Regions from separate parts of the Zea mays genome. Here region 1 is linked to region 2. The links are chromatin contacts, called in public Hi-C maps. All regions are on one chromosome and are shown on one strand. Each heading gives the region's core, a stretch centred on a gene start, on an enhancer-like site or on the middle of the called end of the contact. The rest is flanking DNA. Distances are from core to core; before and after follow the strand shown. Region 1 holds the start of LOC542489 (cellulose synthase 3). Region 2 holds the start of LOC100382270 (putative cytochrome P450 superfamily protein).

Region 1 (4,125 bases), core at 346-2,845, 400 kb after region 2:
CAGGGTACCCTAAGATAACGTAAAATGACTACTCTATGACATATGAAATTACGTGCAAGATGGTCTCTAGGTAGATTAGGCTCGATTAGGTCATCTCGCCCAGGTTGAACCTGACCGAAGCAAACCTAACGAAAGTCCCCATAACCTAGTATTTTCCACTAGGCCAAACTTGATCTGGCCACCCCGACCAAGTTAGACTGGACCATAACAAACACAACTAGGGTTCACTCGACCAAGATCCTCCACCAAGTTGGCCCTAACCTCGACTAGTCAATCCTAACCTCGGACAAGCTGACTATACATCTCATACATGACTCCATAGTCAGAAAGGAAACTCATAGAGCCAGTGCATTTATGATCCTCTAATCTTTCAGCGTACACGTCTAACGTAAGACAAAGGTAGATATAGTATAAAGTACTCTAGGGACTCCTCAACACCACACCTCAAAAGGAAGAAAGTCAACAGAATTAGACAAGACATGAGCGAAAGAAGATAACTCCAAGGCCAACCACTCGTACGACTCTTATAAACGTGCCCAACGACAAGGCTTTGGACACATGCAGGACCTAACCACTCCCTTGGCCTAGTCATCTTGAAGATGACAAAGCAATATGCATTCGCCATGATGTACCAAAAGAGCTACACAACCCGGAATATGAACAACACACCCCATCGAAACCTCTGTAACAATAGGTCTCATGTTCCTCAAGTACATAAAGGGATGGGGCCACCTTGCATCCACTTTACACAAAGCACGAGAGTTCAACACTCCACTTTGTAACACTCGAGTCAATAAGAAAGGCTTCAACACCATACTATGTAGGAGTTATTTCTGAACAAGTCTAAACTCTCTTAGGCGTGTAAAGAGCAAGACCATCGAGACGACAACATCACGAATCCTCTCCTAACCTACAAAATTAATTGTGGGATAGTAATTGTAAAAACCCAAATTTAGTTTGGGAAATGTTCCCCAATACTCGATCTATCCGAATTACTCGAAATATCTCAATCATTTCTCTTATATATTCATAACATAAAGACACATGAAGTGGTTCGGTGCGATATAATTATATTATTTAAAACAAACTAATATATATTTACGCTAACTTAATAACTAGTTTATTATTATTGATATGCAGACATGTTTTGATTTGAGGAACCATTATTTATTACTTTAAATGCTACTAAAATTCTTTTAAAATGATTGATTGTGTCCATTTCAGATATTATCAAGTAAAATCCGAAATGAATCATTGAGTATATAAAATTTCGAATAATATTTTTTGAAACTAAAATTCGTTAACAATTATTTATACCCTAAATTTCATTTAACCGAATTATCTGACTCGAATTTTGTAACCTGAATGGACAGACCGTTGCGCACGGCTAGAACAACTGAACAACAGTCTGTGGGACGGTGACGGCGTCCAGGCGACGACGTTGACGCCCGCCGCCCCGCACGGCCGTACCCAATCCGACAGCCCACATCCACCTCCCACTCCCACCTCCCATCCGACGGTGCAGAGCCCGTCACAGTTCACCGCGCTAGCCCACGGGACGCGGCAGAAAGCGACGCGTGTGGGGGACGCGAGTACGCGACACGACAGCGAGAGCACTAGCAGTCGGGACACTCACCACCAGCTAACGCGCACTCGCGTCGGAATGCGTGCTGCGTGAAGAGAGGCGAGACGGGCTGCGGGGAGGAGGCGGATAGCGGCGGCGTCGGCATGGAGGCGAACCGGGGGATGGTGGCTGGCTCCCGCGGCGGGGTCGTAACGATCCGGCACGACGGCGACGGAGCCGCGGTGCGTCCCCACTCTCCCCCGCTCTTCGGTGCCCTGCTCGCGCTCTCACTCGGCTTCGTCCCGTCGCGTTTTGATTTGCGCCGGGGGACCTGTCGATCTGCCGTGCGCCCGTGCGCCGCCGGGCGGATGGAGTTGGTCCAGCGTCCGATTGGCGGCCCTTGCGGTCGTTGTGTGGGATGCCTAGGTTCTGTTGCGTCAGCGTAGGAGGTTTTCGGTGCGGTTGTGGGGGGTTTTCGGCGCGGCGTGCTGGTCGAGTGGCGACTCTATTGATTTCACTGTTCTCTTCGCCACCTGCTCGCGACGGTGTTGTCGGGAAATGCAGAGGGGATTTGGTTGAGATGGATTATTCAACTTGCCTGGGTTTGTCATCTGTATTTTATAGGAACAGTTCGAATCCTACAGTTTGTTGGTATTAATAAGCTGTTGACCTGCTAATGCGTCAAGCTTTGGTCTTAATTAATGTATGCATTTCTCCTAACTCTGTGGGCCATGAGGGAAATTTGTTGCGTCTTGTTCGATTTTATGATATTCTTATATAGAACCTCTGATTGTTGGTTTGTTGCTGTCACAATCTCACCTTCATGACTACATCTACGTTGTTGGCGTGCAGGCTAAGCAGTTGAAGAATGTGAATGAACAAATATGTCAAATCTGCGGTGACACGCTCGGGCTCTCAGCAACAGGCGATATCTTTGTTGCGTGCAACGAATGTGCCTTCCCAGTGTGTCGTCCGTGCTATGAGTACGAGCGTAAGGAGGGGAATCAGTGCTGCCCTCAATGCAAGACTAGATACAAGAGGCACAAAGGTCCGTTCCTTGTGGGACATACTGAGCTTACTCATTGCTTTACAAGTTCAAAGAATCAAAGTTTCAAACTTCTTGAGAAATCTGTTAATTGATATTGCAAACACATCTGTTTAAATTTTCTAATGGAAAATGACTTATGCACATATCTCCATGTTCAAATTTAGGAAGCCCTCGAGTTCGGGGAGATGAGGAAGAGGATGGAGTTGATGATTTGGACAACGAATTCAACTATACACAAGGCAATGTCCAAGGGCCTCAGTGGCAGCTGCGGGGACAAGGGGAAGATGTTGACATCTCTTCGTCTTCTCGACATGAACCCCATCACAGAATTCCACGTCTGACAACTGGGCAGCAGGTATAACAACATACATAAAGCCACTATACGATGCCAGACAAACAGATTCTTGCTGAGCTTTTGGTCCTGTAATCTTATTAGAATTATCTGTACTATCCAAGGCTGTCCTTCCGCTTTAGCCCTGTAGTGTGAAGTTTCAATGGAACCAACTGGTTCACTGCCTCACTGCTGGAGTTGTAGCCCAGTGTTCTTGGTTGCTTATAGATGATTAAGTCCATATACAAGAAATGGGTGGCTGGGTGCTCTTATCTGTTACCAGATACATGTATGACAATAAGTTTTTTTAGATAAAGGAATTTTATGCCAGCCTCTGCAAGAGTTTTGCACTCAACCATCCAGTGTATAACAATAAATACGCTCGACAAATACTGCTTACTACTTTTGGGACCTACGTCTTGTTTCAGAAAGACAGCTATAATTCCATTGAATTAGATGGTCATTGTACTTCCTGACATAATTCCAATGAATTAGATAGATGGTCGTTATATTGAACTTGAAAGCTTCCATAAGAATATTTTGTATTGTTGTTGCACTGAAACATTGTCAACTGCTTTCAGATGTCTGGAGATATCCCTGATGCATCTCCTGATCGCCATTCTATTCGCAGCCCAACACCAAGTTATGTTGATCCAAGCATTCCAGGTGTGCTATCGTGTTATGTATATTTGTGTTGGTAATCAGTTCCCCTGCAGATTCACTAGAATGCAATCATTTGTTCCATGATATCAGTACCTGTGAGGATTGTGGACCCCTCGAAGGATTTGAATTCTTATGGAGTTGGAAGTGTTGACTGGAAAGAAAGAGTCGAGAGCTGGAAAGTTAGACAGGACAAAAATATGATACAGGTGACTCATAAATATCCAGCTGAAGGGAAAGGGGACATTGAAGGGACTGGCTCAAATGGTGAAGATCTGCAAATGTATGGTCCTTACGACTTCACTTATGTCTGCTCTGTCTTTTCTTCTTTGAATCAGGATCCTTCTGTATAGAAAACATTCACATTGCACCTGGGGTCTTATTTTACAATTTTAGTTGTCCATGCTGAGTTGCTGACTACATCAAGCCAAGCAATATTTGCTATAATGCCAGAGAATACTCTTTCCATTAAACTCCACAAATGAGTCCTGCACCAGTTTTAATGTAGTGGATATTTTTGCT
Region 2 (3,801 bases), core at 420-2,919:
TAAATTGATTAAGCGTACTATTAAGGAAATAAATTATCTACATAGATGACAGTAAAAGGAACAAGACTTATCCGAAAATTCTAAATAGTGTTTATATATTTTTGGACGGGAATAAATAGATTATTTTATAGGTGTAATTGCGATTAAGAAAGTCTGTCCCAATTAATCCCTGCGACGGCGGGCCCAGCGGCGCCGCGCTCCGCGGCTCCCTATCCTGTTCCTGCAATCCTGCGGTGCCATTTACCATGCTGCCCCTGCCCTCCTCTGAATCTCTACGTATACTATACAGCACAGCAAGGCTCTGCGGCGTTCGCTTAACAAAATCCTGCCACGCTAGAGCTAACTAATCCTAGACACGACACACACCACCACCGCTGCGGGGCTGCGCTGGTCCGTCGTCGTCCGGTGGCCAACAAGTCCGCCCCGCGGCCCGCCTCCTATATAAATCCACCCGACTCGCTTCCTCTCCTCACCACGTCTCCCCTCACCTGGCTCTCCACCTGCCACCTCACGCGCGCCCCTGCTCTGTCTCTTTTGGCTCCGCTGAGGCCGAGCACACACAACAAATTCTCTCTCTCCTCTCTCTCTCTCTCTCTCACACACACACTCTGCTCCCTGTGCGGAGGACGGGCCGGCCGCATGGGGTGGGGGTGGACGGCGCTGGCGGCGGCCGCGATGGCGTACGTGGCGGTGAAGCTGATGGAGGTGCTGTGGTGGCGGCCGCGGCGGCTGGAGCAGCACTTCGCGCGGCAGGGGATAAGGGGCCCCCGCTACCGCTTCTTCGTCGGCTGCGTCCGCGAGATGGTGGCGCTCATGGTGGCCGCCTCCGCCAAGCCAATGCCGCGCCCCTACCGCTCCCACAACGTCCTCCCGCGCGTCCTCGCCTTCTACCACCACTGGAAGAAAATCTACGGTACGCAACGCCCCCTACGCACATGCCCATGCGCTCTCGTCGTCTCACCGCCCAGCGCCCCAGCCTAGTCCAGTGTTCCTGTTCGTGCCTACCCGACCAACGAGTCCATTCCTTTCCAGGCAAGAGTTCCTCCAGGCCCTCTCTCCCGGTAGCACGGCTGCTCCCTGCTCTGTTCGGTTACGGAACCTGAGAGCAAGGACCGAGCCCGATCGGCGAGAGGGGAGCCAATCAATCAACATGAGCAAAGCAATCTTGACCAGAGACCAGCACCAACATGAGCTCCCATCAGGTTGCGGTCGCGCCATGCGTCTCGCTCCCAGGATGCTGCTTTGCTGCCGCCTTTGGGTGACATGCATTTAGTGGCATGTCGAGGCGAGCCTCCTGGGTCTGTCGGAGCGGTTTGCCGTAGTTGTCTCTCGTTTTCGCTGTCCCCCGGCTGCAGCTAGGGGTGGTAATGGATTGTGATCCAAATAGTTCTTCACAAAATGTCAAGGCCCTAAATAAATTATAGTTCAAAAATGACTAGAAATAAAGCCCGATCCTAACCCGCTTCGATCCTTAAATCTTATAGTGCAAAAATTATAGCCCATTGTCAGCCCTAGCTGCAGCCCGGTTAGGTGGCCAGGGTCTATTTCCTACTTGCCGCCCCGCCCCCGCGCGGCCCTCGACGTGAGCCTACACGTCCCCCTTCCTGCTCCCCGCCACCGTCCCCGTCTCCATCGCATTCAACTCCAGCTTGCCCTGCCCTGCGCCCGTCGCCTCCGGGCGCACCCGCCGCGACCTGTCCGTCCCTGGCCCAACCGTCACGCCGCTGCGGCCACCACCTGCTCTGCTCCGCCCTTCTCTTCGTGTCGTCTTGTGATCCCTGCCTGCCTACTGGGTGCTGGCTGGCTGGCTGGCTACAGTGCTGGTGCGGCAGTGCGCGGGTACAGTGTAATGCGGCGGGCGCTGCCACAGGGGGAGGAGCTGGGTATCGTAGCGTAGCGTACCTGCTCCGCGCGTACGTACGCATGTTGTGCCTGCGCCTGCATCGCCGGCACCTCTCCCTGCCATGTCCTGTCCCTGCCCCCTTGGCAGCTGGCGGGATGCTGCTGATGTGGCGGAACATGGCCTCCCTGCCCCCAATCATTGGCTGCCTCGTCGCCTTGTCACGCTCACGCCCGTGCCTGATTTTGCCTCTCCCTCCAGGTTCCACGTTCCTGATATGGTTCGGCCCGACGCCGAGGCTCGCCGTCGCCGACCCGGACCTCATTCGGGAGATCCTCCTGTCCCGCGCCGATCACTTCGACCGCTACGAGTCGCACCCGATGGTGCGCCAGCTCGAGGGCGAGGGGCTCGTCAGCCTGCGCGGCGACAAGTGGGCACACCGGCGCAAGGTGCTCACGCCGGCGTTCCACATGGAGAACCTCAAGGTCAGTCAGCCAGCCAGCCTTTCACCAACAGTCTTTGTTCTTCCTGCCGTGCGGAATTGTTGTGATGACACGCTGCCTGGGACGTACGTACGCAATGCAGCTGCTGCTGCCGTTCGTCGGGAGGACGGTGGTCGACGTGGTGGACAAGTGGCACGACATGGCCGCCGCGGCGTCCGGCGAGGTCGAGATCGACGTGTCCGAGTGGTTCCAGGTGGTGACGGAGGACGCCATCACCCGTACGGCGTTCGGCCGGAGCTACGAGGACGGCAAGGCCGTCTTCAAGCTCCAGACCCAACTCATGGCCTTCGCCTCCGAGGCGTTTCGCAAGGTCTTCATCCCTGGATACAGGTAATAAGTCAATCAATCAATCAATCAATCAGCTAGTGCGATACCCTCATAGTCCTGTGTTCTGCCTGCGCTTTTATAATTAATCAATCAAGCAGAGGAATGGCGTGGCATGGTTTGATGCGTGCATATGTCTACAGGTTCCTGCCGACCAAGAAGAACACGACCTCGTGGAAGCTGGACAAGGAGATCAGGAAGAACCTGGCGACGCTGATCGGCCGGCGGCAGGAAGCCGCGGACGACGAGAAGCTCAGCGGCTGTGCCAAGGACCTCCTTGGTCTCCTGATCAACGCGGGCAGCAACGGCGGCAAGGTGAGCCCCATCACCGTGAACGACATAGTGGAGGAGTGCAAGACGTTCTTCTTCGCGGGCAAGCAGACCACGTCGAACCTCCTGACATGGACCACAGTCCTGCTCGCCATGCACCCCGAGTGGCAGGAGCTCGCCCGGCAGGAGGTGCTCCAAGTCTGCGGGGCGCGTGACATCCCCTCCCGCGAGCAGCTCACCAAGCTCAAGACAGTAAGCTCCTGTCATGTCCCCCCCGCACCGGCCGCCTGACAGAATCCTCTAACAACGGGCGGTGAGCTGACGCATGCTGCTGGTTCCTCTCTGGCAGCTCGGGATGATCCTGAACGAGACGCTGCGGCTGTACCCGCCGGCGGTGGCGACGGTGCGTCGCGCCAAGGCGGACGTGGAGCTGGGCGGGTGCCTGATCCCGCGCGGCACGGAGCTGCTGATCCCGATCATGGCCGTGCACCACGACGCGCGGCTGTGGGGGCCGGACGCCACGCAGTTCAACCCGGCGCGGTTCGCCAGGGGCGCGGCGCAGGCGGCCAGGCACCCCACGGCGTTCATCCCGTTCGGGCTGGGCGCGCGGATGTGCATCGGCCAGAACCTGGCGCTCCTGGAGTCTAAGCTCACGCTGGCCATCGTCCTCCAGCGGTTCGACTTCCGGCTGTCGCCCAGCTACCTCCACGCGCCGACGGTGCTGATGCTCCTCCACCCGCAGTACGGGGCGCCCGTGGTCTTCCGGCCGCGACCGTCTGAGCCGTCCGATCGCGACAGTAGGGATGTGTGAGGAGATGACGGAGCTCGTACTAACCTTGTCAGTGTCAATTGCGCCTGGCATGA

Evidence for each region. Hi-C and Micro-C count contacts between places; a contact is called where the count stands out from the background.
Region 1: a Hi-C map of leaf shows a contact between it and region 2, with 7 times the contacts expected there. The contact joins the promoter of LOC542489 here to the promoter of LOC100382270 in region 2. A contact is called at or near these places in 5 of 25 Hi-C or Micro-C datasets (bundle sheath, ear, leaf and 2 more).

Annotation. Positions count from the first base shown.
Region 1 is chr3:11,616,572-11,620,696 of Zm-B73-REFERENCE-NAM-5.0, forward strand. LOC542489 (cellulose synthase 3) reads left to right here and starts at 1,596. Exons shown (of 14, transcript NM_001305863.1): 1 at 1,596-1,806; 2 at 2,417-2,612; 3 at 2,777-2,967; 4 at 3,525-3,609; 5 at 3,697-3,886. The coding sequence starts at 1,729.
Region 2 is chr3:11,211,993-11,215,793 of Zm-B73-REFERENCE-NAM-5.0, forward strand. LOC100382270 (putative cytochrome P450 superfamily protein) reads left to right here and starts at 1,670. Exons shown (of 4, transcript NM_001175021.1): 1 at 1,670-2,325; 2 at 2,426-2,673; 3 at 2,811-3,189; 4 at 3,287-3,801. The coding sequence starts at 1,924. The coding sequence ends at 3,748.